Regions from separate parts of the Mus musculus genome. Here region 1 is linked to region 2. Evidence: chromatin contacts called from public promoter capture Hi-C data. All regions are on one chromosome and are shown on one strand. The core of a region is the stretch at or near the end of the contact, and the rest is flanking DNA. Distances in the headings are between cores, read along the strand shown. Region 1 overlaps Pan3 (PAN3 poly(A) specific ribonuclease subunit). Region 2 holds the start of Atp5j2 (ATP synthase, H+ transporting, mitochondrial F0 complex, subunit F2).

Region 1 (4,510 bases), core at 427-2,926, 2.3 Mb before region 2:
TCCACTATGTAGCCCTGGCTGTCCTGGAAATACTCACTGTATAAACTGGGCTGGCCTTGAACTCAGCTATCTGTCTCAATCTGTCTTCTAGGTGCTGCAATTAAAGGCATGTGGCATTACACCCAGCTATTTTTTTTGTTGTTGTTGTTTTTCTGAGACGAGGACTGTACTCTGTAACCCTCCAATTTGTAGCAATTCTCCTGACTTAGCCTCCTAGATGCTACAATTCTTAGAGTGAGGACTTACAGCAAACACATAGGTCTTACTTTCCATCAGATTCCATTCTAACTGCTCCATTCACTTCATTTTAATCTCTATAGTTTCTATATAAATACACTTTCACTATCTCATATCATCCCCATTTTCTAAATAATGCACTTATGACAAACATGCCTTTTTAAAGAAGTTGTTGCTAAAACAGTTATTCAGTAGGAGAAAACAGTAAGGCATTCATATGTGTAAGGAGTATAGTGGGGGTTATAAGAGTCTAATGCATGGAAGAACAGAGACTGAGAAAATGTAGAAACTGAGAGAGATGTTTCCAGTCCTAGAAAAAATACAGACTTCTAAAATGGGTAACATGCTCTGAGTAGTTCTCAACAAGGAACACTGGCAGTGCATGCAGTTATTTCTGGCATCAGAGCTGAGGTATAGGGGTATCCAGAAGACAAGCACCACTGTCCAACAACCCACAATACAGGGTAGATTCCACAGAACAAATGATGTGTGGCCCAAGTGTCAACAGAGCCAAGGTTAAGATAGCGATAAATAAAGCTAACAGCCATCTCACAAGAGTTATTACTAAAATAAATATGAGCCACAACCACACATCTTCAGGGAAAGCTGCCACCACATCCTCCAAAAACCTGTGCCCGTGTCTACAGACGACAGCACAAAAGGAGAAGCCACCACACTGCCTGACAGGCTTCCACCACCAATTCAACAACTATGTTGAAACCACAACTGCTTTCAACTGTCAGAATGCAGAAGCAAGGTTATGAGCACACCCAAGTATTATGTTTTGTGTTCAAGAGAATCTTAAGATTAAAAACTACAGCTAACAAGGTGAAGCTTCATTCTTGGTTCCACACAAAATCAGACTACCTACAAAAATATAAATTTTGACATCTCAAATTGGATTTACGTTTTCTGTGGTGTCATTTTCCTTCTAAAGGAGCATGTTTTAGACTGCAATTATAAATTTCTAGGTCCCTTGAAATATCTGAATTATAAAATGACTATTTAAGCAAATATTAGGAAAGAAGGAGAAGACGAAAGAACTTCTCTTCCATTTTAAAGTAAAGTCGCTTTTTAAAAAACTAACTTGACGTTTAACAAACAAAAGAATGTTTCTAGGGAAATGATTTCATAGATGACCATACAGTCACACTGGGTGGGAAGACTATCAAATGATGTTCATAGGAAATTTTATATCCTATGGGATATATCCAAAATAAACCAAAAATACTGGTATAAAATATGAGTCAATATACACATTTTTCCTAACTTGCTGCAAACCAACTCCAATTCTTTGAGATACTTTATAAAAATGCAGTAAGACCCTTAAAATGGCAAGAAAACCTTTGTGCATGTCTTCATAAGAAACTCCTCGCCAGGTCAAAAGCATGCATCAAAACAGTCTGCTCGCATCTCTTGCTTACCCCACTTCCTCTTTGTGAAGTAGGCATCAGAATTCGGGTCGTTAAAGTGTCTGCTCATCATAGTTTCTCCTCCAGCATGGAAATCATAGGCGAACACCAGAGCTTACAAAGAAACAGAAACACACATCACACAAGTCTGGCTCCACACAGGGAAGCCCATGAGCAGGACCCACAGGACTGGGTACTTACAAGGCTCGGCAAATGCTTTAGTGGTAAACACTTCACGCAGAGTTACAATATTTGAGTGCTGAATTTTTTTCCACATATCAACCAACACCATGCACTTTGTGTTAACAAGACGAAAACCTAAAGAAGAAAATTCTCTACTACAATCAACTGTAAATGATAGCTCAAGAGAAATTTGAATTTTTAAAAATGGTCTATGTTGGCTGTAAAGTATTAATCTTCAAATGGGGACAAAAAAAAAAAAGAAGAAAAATAAAAGAAACCTTGTTTTCCAAGCACGCATAATAAGACAGCACTGTTTATATGAAAGTATGAATAATCTTAGCAAGAGTAGTATACTTCTGAGGAAATCCACCTTCCTTACCATGTATCCTCCGAAGGCAATATGGCAGATCATCTTTGCTATTTACAGCTTTGTAGCAAGACGTGATATATCCAAAATTACTTGATTTCTGTATCCGGTTGGGAGGTGGCAGTGGTTCTAGAGGGAACAGGCTATGGTAGCTGTCAACTTCTGTGGGGACTGCTAGAGTAAGTGGCAGAAAGACAACTGTCAATGACAGGCATTCACAAACCTCTCACAGCATTAAAGAAGCAAGCACACGCATCACTACCCACTGTCAAACCCCAACAGACTTGTGTCAGGAGGCAGTGCTGTCTGACAGGCTTGTTATAAACCCAACTAAGCTTCAGTACCAACAGGTTAGGGGCAGCCAAGCACAACTGAAGCTCACATTCTCCTGTCTCTTAGCAGCACAATATAGGGATTTTTGTTCTCAGAAATAATTATTAAAAATGAGTTATTGATATATTAAACATTTTATTCTAATATTAATAAAAATCAAGGTAGATTTTGAATTATCTTTAGAGCATAAATTTAAAATAAGTTGTATGAAATTGATAAGGGTAGCATATATATGTATGAACCTATGTGACATTTGCCATCAAAACTCTTACAAGTCTCCTCTGGCTCGACTGGGTACAACTAAAGAAACTATGCTTCCCCCAATAATTAAGAGGTGCAGTGCCCACAAGGAAATTAACAGTCAAGTGACAGCACAAGAGCAAACCAACTATGATATTTGGAACAACCTTTTTGATGACTACCATGGTTTTTAACAACAAACAAACAAATAGACAAGGTAAAAGATAAACTCTACTCAATACGCAAGGGTCTCCACAGCAAACGCTATCTGGCTTCAGAAGCTGTACATCTTGAATTTCCATGCAATGGCTGTACATGATTTGTTTAAAAGAGGTCACGACAAGGCTATGAGTATAGGATTTTTTAGCGCTGTCCTTTCAACCGGTCACACTTGTTCGCACCACTGTTCGAGTTAACAACTACCAAGCTCCGGAAGCTTCCTCTTGATTCCCATGGGGCACAGCTCTCTGTGCTGTGGTCCCAACTCTGGGCCCTATTTACCATTAGCTGCTGGCTTATTTTATGAGTGCTGTCTTGTAGTAAGATGTGTTCCTTTTATATCTGGTTAATTTAGTTTTTATCAAAGGGATGCTGAATCTTAAAAAACAGGTATTATTAACTATTAGTCTATTCTATGCGTTCAGCTCTAAAAATTCCACATATTTGATCATGACTAAAGGGGTGCTTAGTAATAAAATAATTGATGTAAAAAATATACTGCAGAGATAAAAGCCCAAAAGTCAAAGATGAGTTAGATTAAGAGCTCTTGAGTATACAGAACTCGCTGCAGTAAGCCTATGTCACGTCTCTCAACCTTGGCATAACTGCCCCCGGGAAGAGCTGTCCCGCATACTGCAGGGGGTGTTCAGAGCACTCCCGGCCTCCGTCCGCTGCGCGCTATGCAACACTGCTTACAGCGATGATGACTCAGAAGGCTCTGGACATTGCTAACGACTTCTGAGATGTAAAACATGCTTGGCTACACATATTTAGTCCACACTGAGGAGACGGAAAGAAAGAGGACAGCAAGAACAGATTAAGAAGAGATGAGCCAGTGTGAGGCTTTAAGGCTAATAAGATAGTGAACATGGCCAAGCATTCATCCCACCCCAACCGTCAGGAAACAGAAGCAGAGGCAGGCAGTTTTCTGAGTTCCAGGCCAGCCAGGGCAACACAGTCAAACTGTCAAACAAAAGACTAATAAAGCCGGGCAGTGGTGGCGCATGTCTTTAATCCCAGCACTTGGGAGGCAGAGGCAGGTGGATTTCTGAGTTCGAGGCCAGCCTGGTCTACAGAGTTCCAGGACAGCCAGGGCTACAGAGAAACCCTGTCTCGAACCCCCCCACCCCAATTAAAAAAAAAAAAAAAAAAAAAAAAGAAATGCTTTAAAAAAAAAAAAGACTAATAGAAACAAAGCACATATAGTGAACCTCAGAAACAAAACTATCAGTTACAAAAATGAAAGACTCTTTGATTAGGATGTGTTTGAACACAGCTGTATAAGACTAAATCTTTAGTTTATATTACTCAAGTCACTGGTTCATGCCTATGCAACACCACAGAGTGTTAATTTTAGTTATGTAACTTCATAAAAAGGTGCACGTTGGATGTAGTCACGTCCATGTCACTTTTAAATCGCATTCATAAGTTTCTTCTGTGTTGCTGTCTATCAGTATACTTTCTTCCATAATGTCCTACTAATCCATCCACTATTCTTCAGATGAGCATTCAGACTGCT
Region 2 (4,301 bases), core at 13-2,512:
GTCCAGTCAGATGCCCATGTTAAGTCTACTTCTCTCTGCTCTTCCAGATGCCTCTGGCTGTTCCCTCTCACTCATATTTACAATAAACATCCCCTCTCCTGGGGGCTGGAGAGATGACTCAGTGGTTAAGAGCACCGACTACTCTTCCAAAAGTCCTGAGTTCAAATCCCAGCAACCACATGGTGGCTCACAACCACATGTAATGAGATCTGACGCCCTCTTCTGGCGCATCTGAAGACAGCTACAGTGTACTTACGTATAATAAATAAATAAATCTTTAAAAAAAAATCCCCTTTCCTTATGGGGGCTGGAGAGATGGCTCATCTGTTAAGAGCACTATCTGCTCTTTCAGAGGACCCAGGTTTCATTACCACAAATCACATAGGAATTCACTACTGTCTTTCTAACTTCAGCTCCAGGGGATCCAATGACCTCTTTTGACTTCAGTGGGCCCTGCATGCATGTGGTACACAGACATATATGTAGGCAAAACACCCATGTACATAAAAATAATTTTAAAAACCTTCACCTTAATTATACCATGGAGTGGTTATGTCAGTTTATACAGGCAGTGCACACATATAATTCCCATACATGAGTTGTCACTGCTAAAAGTTTCAGGCCAACCCAAAACATATACTGATTTCCAGGCTAGACTAACTCTGTTATTGCATACAGTCTTGCTGTATTTCAGGCCCAAATTTGGGAATTAATGGCAAGATAATGCCTGTAGCTATATAGTAGTCTGACTTTGGCGCTAACATGGCTTAAATCTAATACTTCTGATTTTGGGTCAAAAAAACTACCTTTACGAGCTTTAGAAAATACCCATTTAAGCAGGTGTCAGCTGTGGAGGCGTGTTTGCAATCATCATGGAAACCACTTAAGCATGTGGAGTGGAACTTCAGAGGGATTTGGGGGTCAGAGCAGTGAATAGCAAGTAAAAGGGACTGGGGAGGGTTAAAACAAATGTTCCTATTCAAGGCTTCTCTGCTTTTCTTTCTTTTCAGCATTGGGAATGGAACCAGAGCCTTAAGCACTCCGGGACTGAGCCACACCCCTAAGCCTCTCATTCCTCATGAGAGATCCAAAAGTAGAAGGCAAAAAGTCAAAAGGTCCCTTTTCTCTTTTGTCCTTTGCTTCCGCCTGGGATAGGTCTCAAAATGCTCTACCTAAGTGGTGATCTACTTCCCATGAGCCTCTGCTTCCCGCTCCGGCAGGGGTGCGTGCGCCCTTCCCAGCAGCCTTTGCGCGCGGCTGGAGTTCTGCGGACACCAGGACTTCAAGATGGCGTCACTCGGTGAGTACTCGGCCCTTTCCTGGCCTTGGGGTTGGAAGCCCGATTTGGGCACAGGCTCCAGGGCCACAGTGGGGTGAGAAGGAACCGCGGGAACTCTTGCTCTTCACCCGGGGCTTCACTGAAGCCTCCCCGGAAGCGCGCTGGACACTTACTATAAGGTCCTGTGCTCCCGCCCTCCTCCCTCCACTCTGCAGCGGATTTCTGCTGTGCATCGCCTGGCCTGGCGGTGGAAGACCCAGTCAGCACGGAGAGGCTTCTGGGGGCCTGCACATGCGTTGCCCGGAACCATTTGTCTGTCCTTCCGCGGAGGACTAAGCTGCTGCTTTTTCTTCCTGCGCGACTTGACACAGGCAGGGTCACTTGAACCTTTACGCTGGGCAGCGCTTGGACCTCCCTGGAGATGAGGCTTTCAGATTACGGTCCAGGACCAGCGAATGCCTAGAATGGTTCCCGACACCACATTATGTTACATACGTGTCGACTGAATACGCCTACTGGGGTGAAGTGACCTGTTCAAGGTCACCAGTCCTGAGAGAGCCTCGCTGGGATTCAGACCTAGGTTGGCGGGTCTCATGATAAATGAGATTACCTTTCAGAAATGTCCTTGTGACAGACAAGCAGATGTTCCCTTAACACGTACGAGTCAATCTCCACACACATTCATTGCGCACTGTTGGGATTACACATTATTGTTGTTTTTGTTATTATGTGTCCCACACGTGTCTAGGTATGGTCATGGGAATGCTGGAGCTTGTGTCCAGGTTCGAGGACAACTCCGAGGAACTCCAGTAGCCAGGCTAGCCATTTCACAGTTGTCTACCTCCTCCTTTTGAGACAGGGTTTCACCATGTAGCCCAGATTGGTCATGAACTTGCTGCCACAGTCGTGATGTATTAGCGTCTATCTCTGAGTGCTAGGATTACAGGCCTATGCTACTGTACTTAGCTTGTTACAGTGTTCTTTATCTCAGCCTGGGAAGGTGAAGGGGGGGGTGTCTAAAAACGGGGTGTGAAGGAGCTGAGCCTTTTTGATTTGGTTTGGTACTTGGTTTTGCAAGATAGGATTTCTTTGTGTAGCTCCAGCTGTAATGGAACTCATCTGTGGATCCACCTGCTTCTGTCTCCCCAGTACTGGGCTTAAAGGTGTAGGTCACTGCCACCTGGGGCATTAGCAGCTATTTTATCTGTAAAATGGTAGGAGATGGTTAGTGAACACAGCTTTCAGAAGAGACAACGGGAAGAGCATTAATGACACTGCTCAAGAGGCTGAAGAAGCACAATTGTCAGCCTGGGCCTTCCTCTCCAAAAAAAAAGTTGAAAAAATAGAAGTTTTGGATCCCAACCCCTACAGGATTTCTCTGCCACTCTGGCTATCCTTGAACTTGAACTCCACCTGCCTCTGCCTTCCCAATTGCTAGGGTTGAAGGTGTGTGCCGCCACTGCCACAACCACCACCCCTATCACTTTTTCTTGTTTTTTTTAAAGACAAGGTCTCCCTAAATAGCTGTGGCTATCCTGAAATTCACTAGATAGATCAGGCTTGTCTGGAACTCATAAAAGTCTCTCTGCTTCTGCCTCCTAAGTGCTGGGGTTAAAGGCATGCGCCATCATACCCAGCTTAAAGTTTGCAATCTTATTTAAGTAGAGGGTTAGTGTGAAGAGACCTTTGAAGGAAAGACTAAAGAGTTTAGTACACTTCGCCAGCTGGGGGTTGATATTGTACCCCTGTCACCCTAGCAGTGGGAAAGCTGAAACAAGAAGATTATCCATGAGTTTAAGGCTAGCCGGTACTGTATAGCAATACCCTATCTCAAAAAAACCAAACCAACAAACAAAAAGATGACTCAGTTCAAGAAAGATACTGGGCGGGGCTGGGGAGGGGTGGAGTAGTCGGGTTGCGGCTCAGTTGGTGGAGTGCTTGCCCCACAGGCACAAAGTCCTGGGTTCCATCCTCAGCACCACATAAAGCTGGTAACTCCAGCACTTGGAAGGTAGCAGGATCCGCCATGCCAAAGACATCCATTGACATACAGCAGCAGGTTTGAGCCCAGCATGAGCTACATAAGATCCTGTCTTAAAAAAAAAAAAAAAAAAAAAAAAAAAAAAGGCGAGCATGGTGGCACATGAGTATGTATGTTCATGAGTGTGTGTCTGTCTCTCTCGAGTGTGCGCGTGCATGTGCACATGTGCAGAAGAGCCACGGGGACTGTATGGAGGTCAGAAAACAACTTTGCAGGCTCTGCACATACTTTTAATCCCAGTTCTCAGGGGGCGAAGGCAGGGAGATCCCTGAGTTCAAGCTCAGCCTGGTCTACATAGTTCCAGGACAGCCGGAGCTATAGAGAGAGACCTTGTCTCAGAAAACAAAGATAAGTGAGAAAGTGGCCACCCCACAATGAAGGGTTCTGTTGGTGTGAACTGGGCATCTGGTTTTCCCTTGGGGTATGTGAGTGAGGTCGGTTCGCACAATCTGATTCTGCGTAACTCTAGTGAAGGATCTGGAGGTCACGCCTCCTAAGTATTGATGGGTTTTTAACAGTTACCAGTAGCACATACGATTTGGAAGCTTTGGGAGTGGAGGTGTTGTCTGGGGCTGGAGAGAGGGCTCGGTGAGTGGAGATGACACAAGGTTGGTTCCCAGCTCCCACATGGTGGTTCATATTCATCTGAAACCCTAGTTCCAGGGCATCTGATGCCCTCTTCTGACCTGTGTACACTAAGCATGAGTATGGTGCGTATCCATACATGCAGGCAAAATACCCATGTACATATAATAAAAATATTAAAATTTTTAAATGATGTATTTTTATTTGATGTGCGTTGGCATTTTGCCTGCATGTATGTTTATATGAGGGTGTCATATTCCCTGGAATAAAGTTACAGATAGTTGTAAGCTGCCATGTGGGTGCTGGGAATTGAACCTGGATCCTCTGGAAGAATAGTCAGTGCTCTTAACTGCTGAGCCATCTCTCCAACTTCAGAAGAATAAATCTTGAAATTAT

What was found. Promoter capture Hi-C pulls out the DNA fragments that hold promoters and counts their contacts.
Region 1: a promoter capture Hi-C map of pre-B cells shows a contact between it and region 2, with 3 times the contacts expected there. The contact joins the enhancer-like site here to the promoter of Atp5j2 in region 2. A contact is called at or near these places in 3 of 39 promoter capture datasets (liver and pre-B cells).

Annotation. Positions count from the first base shown.
Region 1 is chr5:147,524,382-147,528,891 of GRCm38.p6, reverse strand. Pan3 (PAN3 poly(A) specific ribonuclease subunit) reads right to left here. Exons shown (of 19, transcript NM_028291.5): 9 at 2,212-2,373; 10 at 1,851-1,967; 11 at 1,662-1,763. Among named protein-coding and RNA genes, the nearest start is that of Pan3, 96 kb to the right of the region's middle. Within about 2 kb of position 1,676, at least 77 of the 459 cell types and tissues checked have an H3K27ac peak or open chromatin away from gene starts, as enhancers often do. A contact at or near this core is called in pre-B cells, where this site is marked.
Region 2 is chr5:145,188,502-145,192,802 of GRCm38.p6, reverse strand. It overlaps Atp5j2 (ATP synthase, H+ transporting, mitochondrial F0 complex, subunit F2), which reads left to right and starts at 1,262. Exons shown (of 4, transcript NM_020582.3): 1 at 1,262-1,300. The coding sequence starts at 1,288.